Linked DNA regions of Mus musculus: region 1 is linked to region 2. The links are chromatin contacts, called in public capture Hi-C maps. All regions are on one chromosome and are shown on one strand. The core of a region is the stretch at or near the end of the contact, and the rest is flanking DNA. Distances in the headings are between cores, read along the strand shown. Region 1 overlaps Dtnbp1 (dystrobrevin binding protein 1). Region 2 has its middle 8.8 kb from the start of Gm33958.

The links. Capture Hi-C pulls out chosen DNA fragments and counts their contacts.
Region 1: a capture Hi-C map of embryonic stem cells shows a contact between it and region 2, with 3 times the contacts expected there. The contact joins two enhancer-like sites. A contact is called at or near these places in 1 of 484 Hi-C or Micro-C datasets (cardiomyocytes), 1 of 115 datasets of contacts at active chromatin or transcription factors (embryonic stem cells) and 2 of 9 other capture datasets (adipose tissue and embryonic stem cells).

What each region holds. Positions count from the first base shown.
Region 1 is chr13:44,950,575-44,954,293 of GRCm38.p6, forward strand. It overlaps Dtnbp1 (dystrobrevin binding protein 1), which reads right to left. Exons shown (of 10, transcript NM_025772.4): 7 at 2,598-2,620. Among named protein-coding and RNA genes, the nearest start is that of Dtnbp1, 50 kb to the right of the region's middle. Within about 2 kb of position 2,272, at least 28 of the 459 cell types and tissues checked have an H3K27ac peak or open chromatin away from gene starts, as enhancers often do. A contact at or near this core is called in embryonic stem cells, where this site is marked.
Region 2 is chr13:44,407,002-44,410,875 of GRCm38.p6, forward strand. No RefSeq gene overlaps it. Among named protein-coding and RNA genes, the nearest start is that of Gm33958, 8.8 kb to the left of the region's middle. Within about 2 kb of position 2,565, at least 70 of the 459 cell types and tissues checked have an H3K27ac peak or open chromatin away from gene starts, as enhancers often do. A contact at or near this core is called in embryonic stem cells, where this site is marked.

The sequences.
Region 1 (3,719 bases), core at 1,022-3,521, 540 kb after region 2:
GTTTTTAATACTTGAAACTCCTCACCAAGCTTAAGGGAATGCAGCATTTGGGGAATTAAAAGTCTTCTCACTACTAGCATTGAAACAACAGTTTTCATACCACAGCAGACATCTGCCTCGTGCAACAGAAGAGCATGATAAACTGAGCACATCAGCCTCAGCAAGCAGAGGGAGAAGCCAGACTCTGGGATGACACCAACTCTGTTTCTAATCTGGTGCTTCATTCCCTCCAAGTCACTCACTTCTTCAACTTAGAGAGGGCCTCCAAGTGTGACGACTAAGCTGAGTAAAACTGCAGAAAGTAAAACCTCTTGTTCCTCTGCACTCTCAAAAGGTTCAAGAACAAAGGCAACATTAAAAAATAGGATTATAACATGATTGGGTTAATTTTTAAACCTTTTATCCATTAATATTTTGGAAGAATAGTTAATTTTCTTATTATAGGCTAATTGTACTTCTAAAGTAATGGCAAAACATTCAAATGCAAACGTTTTTCTTTCCTTCCCCTTTTCTTAAGACAGGCTCTCCTCATCTTTGGTTAGGTTGGTGATGTTGTGCTCCTGGGTTCAGGGACTCACTCTCCTACCCCCGCCTCCTAACACACTGGAGTATAAGTGCATGCCTCTGTGAATGTGAGTCTTTTTTTTTTTTTTTTTTTTTTTTTTTTGGTTTTTAAGACAGGGTTTCTCTGTGTAGCCCTGGCTGTCCTGGAACTCACTCTGTAGACCAGGCTGGCCTTGAACTCAGAAATCCACCTGCCTCTGCCTCCCAAGTGCTGGGATCAAAGGTGTGTGCCACCACTGCCCGGCCGCAAGGGTGATTCTTAAAATACACTTAAAGCGTACCTATAAGGCAAATTTTGAGTTTGGTCACATTCAAGAGCATAAATTGTTCTGTGGATAGACCTGGTGTAGATGCTGCACAAAATTAGAAATGTGCATATAAATAAGAGATTTCATCCCAAGTTGAATTACTATATCAAGCAATATGTAATACTAGCTAACCTTTTGCAAACAGTTGGTCTCTGAGAACAATACGCTACAACAAAATGCTTCATGGGGAGACGCAAGTCAAGCTGACACTTTATTATATAACATGTGCCTGCTTGTCTTTTATTGTTAGCTTGACGGGGCTTTTTTCATCTCTTTATTATATAAGAAATACTAAACTGCTCAATCAAAACAAGCAAGAAGCAAAGAGGCATTTGATGAGGATTTCAAATCTTATTTCATTCAAACTACTAGTGAAAAGCAACACCCATGCATAGGGGACCACAATTACGTAAAAGCCATGAGAGTGTGACAATACATGCCATCACGTGGTCACAGAGCAGCATCTTCAACAACTGGCCATGAGCTTAGCCACCACAGTGGGTAAAATAGAAATGTTGACAACACAGGGTCTGTTCGGTACAGCCATAGTAGGAATAGCCTTTAGGACCTTTGTCCTAACAAGTGAGGCACACAGGTAATACGAGCATAAACAACATGCTGGAGAGCCTTCAGGCACACAGTAGGTCAGTGTGAGCGAGCGCACAGGAGTTGTAACCAGCATGCTGCAGACCACAGGAGAGTCAGCGATAACTCTCTTCTTCTTTTTCTTGTCAAGAGTCTCTGGAATTAGTAACGAGCGCCTGGCAGGCGTACTGGAAGGACACTGGCTGCTTGCAAGCCTGTGTGTTGCTTTCCTAGAGGCGCCCTATGACCAGTGTGGTGGTTTCAATGAGAAATTTCCTCCATAGCCAGGCAGCCGAACACTCGGGGTCCACTGGTGGCAATGCTTGTCAGGGTTTGAGAAGATACTGCTCTGCTGAAGGGAACAGATCACTAAGGGCAGGCCTCAACAGTTCCTATCGATCATCAACCCATGTTCAGCTCTCTTCTGCTTCATGCCTGTGGTTAAGGGTGGGCCCTCTCGGCTTTGTGTTCCAGATCCCCCTGTTCCAGGCCTCCCCCGCCATTATGAACTCTCCCTCTGGAAAGGACCAAATAAACCCTTCCTCCTGTACAGTGCCTGAGCCACAGCAACAAAACAGGAACTAACACGACCAAGTAAGGAGAACATGCTGAGAACTGTTCGCTGTGTCCCCCTTAAAAAGCTCCTCTAAGATAATCTCAGAACGTGTTTCATCAAAATCTCTATTTTTACAGATGGAGAAACAAAGCCAAAGTCAAAAGACTCATCAAAGTCACAAACAGTCTAGGAACAGAACCCAGCTCTGATAAAGCAAACCTCTTGGCAGTGCATGAGGCTGTAGATACTCTGCGCTCCCTCCCCGTCTCCTCTTCTGTGACCCAGACAGGCCGTGTACAGCACAAACCAGTTTCTGAAACCCTACAGCTCCACCTGCTGAACATTTCTTCCAGGAGTTATTAGCACAAACTTTCACACAGCACCTGTGCTACAGTTAAACCAGAACTTCAAACTTACTGTGAGTAACTAAAACTTAGGCAAACAGTACTATGCCAACTCTGCTTTTTAATATAAACTACCCCGTTTATAGGAAGGAAGGAGTTATTTCCTTATCACCAAGATACAACATCTGACATCAATTAATCCTCAACTACTTGGAAGTGAAGAATTAAACAGAGAATTACCTTTGAAGGCTTCAAGCTCCTTCCTATAAGAAAAGAGAAAAGCAAATTTAAAATAATTCCTCCCCACTGAAAATTGCTCTTGCACAGTTTATGTGCTTAAAATACCCAGAATAGCTTTAGATGTTCATGTATTGACTATGCATCACTGAAAATATCAACACAATTAGACTAAAGTAATGGTTTTCATTTCTGCTCTTATCTCCTAATGGCTCAAAAACTCTACTAAAATTTAAGTTACAAAAACAAATGTAAGAATACAGAGAACATTTTCATGCTATATATGGTCCATCTCATACAGAAAAAAATTTAGAAAAGCACTTATTATAATCTTGATAAATATTGAACAATAGATTTTTAAGGTCTTCAACTAAAATTTACCAGAATAGCAGTAGTTATTTCTCCACTCAGTAGCAAAGAGGAAAAGTGAGAAAACGATATGAAAGGCTGACATTCACAGATCACCCTGCCCCTGAAGAGCCACATATCTCTAGGCCTCTTCTGGTTTGCTGAATGTCAATGTCAATTAAGGATGCTAACATGCACCCTTACATTCCTCAGGCAATACACAGTGAAGAAACAGAGAATGCTCCATAAAACCAACCCTCTGTGATAGACAAAGAGGTCACAGCAGGTTACATTCCAGTTTCCTCTTATAATTTTGTATGTTATGGCTTTCCCTGTATCAGTATTAATGAGAACATTTGAGGAGGTAAGTTTCTTTAGTAAAGACTAGCGCTCCTGGAATACAAGACTATCTGTCATTTACACTTTACGTCTTACTAAAACTGTAGGCTCGTTTAGAACTCAGGTCAGCACAGCAAGCTGACTACGATGCTGCTCACTGGCCCTTGAGGACAACCTAGCACCAGAAGCACACCAGGGTTGTGCCCTGCTGATAGGGGAAGCCTGTACAGAGGGCTGCCTGGCTCACACCGCTATCAAACGCAACAAAGTATCTGTGCAACAAGGTACACAAAGAAGCACTGCATGAACAGGTGTGTGGGGTCACACTTGCGTTTTTATCTGCTCTTTGTGAGAAGCAAGACACAGTGTAAATGGACCACAACATTTATAAAAATCTTTTCTCCACTTTCTAGGACAACTGCCCTTTTCAGGGTTAAG
Region 2 (3,874 bases), core at 1,315-3,814:
AGAGTGAGTGAGCCAGCAAGCAGCATTCCTCCATAGTTTCTGCTTCAGCTTCCTGCCTGGACTTCCCTCGGTGGTGGACTGTACCCCGGAAGTGTAAGCCAAAGAAACCCCTTCCTCCCTGGGTTGCTTTTTTTTTTCTTTTTAAAAGTATTTTATCACAGCAATGGAATGAAAATAGAACATAAAATGGTTAAAATGGGTTTCTTTGCTTGCCCAGCCCCCACCACCCCACCACCCACAGATCTCTTTGGCAGTCTACTGCAGACTATAGACACCTCTCAAAATAAGAATACTAAATATGTAAAATAAAATATAGAGTAGTAGCTAAAACTACATATAGCAAAAATATGACCATAGCACAGTGTTTAAAACATTATCCTATAGGCTTATGTGTGTGTCGTCATTAATACATTAACAAAATCTAGCAGTCACTTTACAAACCACTATAATGTCTCAGGAGGGATGGAAGAAAATGGTATTTTAAGATCCTTGCAATAACTGCCATGTTAGCACAACTGTGGTTTGTTACCACACCCTTGGCTGAAGGAAATGCTAACTTTCAGTTAAGGGTTACAATAGGTTTTTTTTTTTTTTTTTTTGCCTTCCAAATTCAAGCTCCCAAATTAAGGAACACTAACCTCAATCGCCAAACTGGCAGGGAGGTCCTTATATAATTCTTGCCAGAGCAGTGTCAGGCAAGGGATTGAGGCAAAATGAGTAGTTTTGCAGTCAAATCATTAAAACAGCTTGTTTCATTGCAGAATCTGTGAAGGGGCACACACATGGGAGATACCCTCTCCTCTTATGCCTAAAAGTGGTGTCAGGAAAGTGGCGGAATCTCTCTCTGACAGAGTGATTGCTGACCAGTGAACAGACAACAGGAGCTCAGGATACGGGGTAATTAGCATTGTTTGAGGGAAGCAAGGAGATGACATAGACTGTGGCGCCAGAACTTCAGAAAACGACACAGTTCATGCCTCAGGATTATTTTCCTTTGAAAAATAACCATCGTTGCTCAGAATCAGACATAACACAGGATCTGCCTGGCTCCATTTTTTGCTTGTGATTCTGACTGGAGCAAAGACCAAACAAAGAATTTTCCTAGAGAGCAGGGGAGACAGAAACACCTAGAAACCTGCTCTCAAAGCAGCCTTTCTTGTTCCGCTGCAGACCACCATGGACGTTATGCAGCATTCTACCTTTCTGCATCCATATTGAGTATGATCAACAGCAGTTGATACCTAAGGTTGCCTCAAAGATAAATAAATAAATAAACAAAAATATGAGAAAGAGGCAATGGACACAAAAAGAATATAATAGGTCAGACCCAACTGTTATTAAACAGAACACATCAAAACAAAAAATGAGAAACCATTTGGGTTTCTTAATAACTGGCCTTTTCTAGCCAAGGACAAAGAAAGGGTTCTAGTTGGCTGGGGAAGTCAGTACCTTTTGAAAGTCTGGAGAGATCTTGCACTAGGGGAAAGCAGTGTAGATATGCAAATGTTCCATTCAAATGCAGCCTGAATATGAGGTAATTCAGTGGACAGAACTACTTTCAAGCCCCCTCTCCAGCTTAGAACTGGTCCAGACCTAACATAGCTTTATCTCCCACAGCCCACACCAAGATAATTCAAGTTGAAAGTCCATTGACAGCGCTTAGGTAGGAGAGCTTGTGGGTTCTGAAGTCTGGAATTCTCATGTAAGACTGTACGCTCTGAGACTGGAGCTCCTGGGTGGTCTCTGCGCTCCCGATGAGACTAATGGACCGATTATGCCATCCCAGAAGTTCTCCCAGTGCATCCTTTATCTTCCTTTTCCTTAGGAGTAGTTCAGAGCTTTCTTCCCCGAAGTGACCTCTGGCAGCCTCTGTGCTGATATCAACTCACATTCCCAGTGAGTGAAAGGATTAACTCAAGGTCACCAAGCAGATAGAAGGTTGAGGCTTGGGTAACACTAATGACTAACCTTGTGTGTCTTATCATTCATGGTCCTATTTATCTCAACCTGTGGATTCCTAGGATATTGCACGCGCGCGCACACACACACACACACACACACACACACACAAAGCCAAACAGGCCCTTCCTGAGAGCATTCAAGGTTGTCCCTGGTGGAGTTCACTCATCTGGAATTATCAAAGGATCTAGCACAGTGGTTAAGATTTAAAAAAAAAAAGTCCCAAGTCTAACAGCTCAGGTTTCTAACCAGGCACCCACTGGATTCCTGGAACCGTGTGGTTGGGAAACTATATATAAACTTCGGAGTTACTGCCTCTCAGGAATGTGAAATCCCATCAACCTCAGCTTTTGGCTAACCCCAAACCTCAGGGATTAAGTCCCCATGGACACACAGGTGTACTTTGCTCCAAAGAGCCCTTCAAAACCTCACCAGAGTTCTCAGCTCTCTTTGGAAATTAACAACCCCGGGTCCAGCGCCCACCGCTCAATTTAGCAATCAGTTTGTGCCTGTAGAAATGCAAACAAGACAGACTCCTGCTCCTCCCGGGCCAAGCTCCGGGCTAGAGAGCCACTGCCAGGCGGCTCCCAGGGGAGATTTCAAGAGGACTTTGCTCAGGTTTGGCATATGCTTCCTGTCCAGACCAGAACAGAGAGTTCCCATCTAGCAGCTGTGAACTCTGACTCACCTGCCTGCAGGAGAATTTCTCCATGTGACAGAGTATTTAACAAGGGCCTAAGGAGCAGGCGTGTTCTGCCGGAGTCTCTGAAGCAAGAGGACAGCTGTGCTCGGGAAGGAGCAGGCGTTGAAGATAGGAGTCTGTGCTAATCTGGAGCTCCCATCTTCTATTGTCTTCTCCCCCCTCACCCTCAGACAAACCCCAGGGTCTGGTGCTCAATTTCTCTTGAGCTAGGGTCCCTAGAGGTGGTCACACCCATACTCACTTTGTGCACTGCCTGTAGGTGTTCACATTCACTGTCCTTTCTGTTGCTTTTAAAAACCATTTACTGTATCTAGGGCTTGGCTTTTGCCGGCAGCCAATGTCACCTTGGTTGTATATACGCACGCTTGAGGTACATTTGTGAATCACTCAGCCATCACCAAAGAAACGTCTTCTCGTGGTAAATGGGACTTAACAGAGAGATCCACCACTGGACAAGGCGCAGAGGATGAGAGACTTTGGAGCACCCAGTCCTACATGGTATGCTCTATCAAACCCTTTCCCTCCACGCTCGGGGATCAACGCGGAAGAGGAACAGAAAGATTTTAAGAGCCAAAGGTAGAGGAAGACTCTAAAGAAACAGTGTCTGCCAGACGCAACAGGACCAATAGGAACTCACAGAGACTGTGGCAGAAGACCCAAAACCTGCACGTGTTCAAATCAGACAAAATGGCCGCCCTGAGAGCAGAAGTGGACACAGGGTCCCACCTCTAACTGAGAAGCTCTTTGTAACTGAGAACTCCTGGGAGAGGGGAAATCTGCTTGCTACAGTGGAGTGGCCCTGGGTTTATCAACCACACTCAGACAGGCTCTATGCCCAGGAAGCAGTTGGCCAACACAAAACAGACTCCATGTTGTTGGTTTGGGGGTGGCAGGGGGAGCTTCTTGCTTTCTTTTGTTCTGTCTTTTTGCCCCCCCCCCCGCCACGCCCTTTGTTTTAATTTTGTTGAGAGAGAGAGTAAGAAGGAGAGAAGGGAGGGAGGGAGAGAGAAGCTGTGAGCTAGTTAGGGGAGGGGGAAAGACATGATACATTATGAAAAAAAGCAATTCCTTTAAGTGCCCATGAGACCTTGTGGGTAAAAGGCTCCCATAGAACTAAGAAAGAATGCAGGGAGGTGGCAGATACTGTGCAATCCCTTGGGCTCAGAGGCTGTGGAGTGGCTGTACCACCCATAGAGTCACTTGGAATCTCAG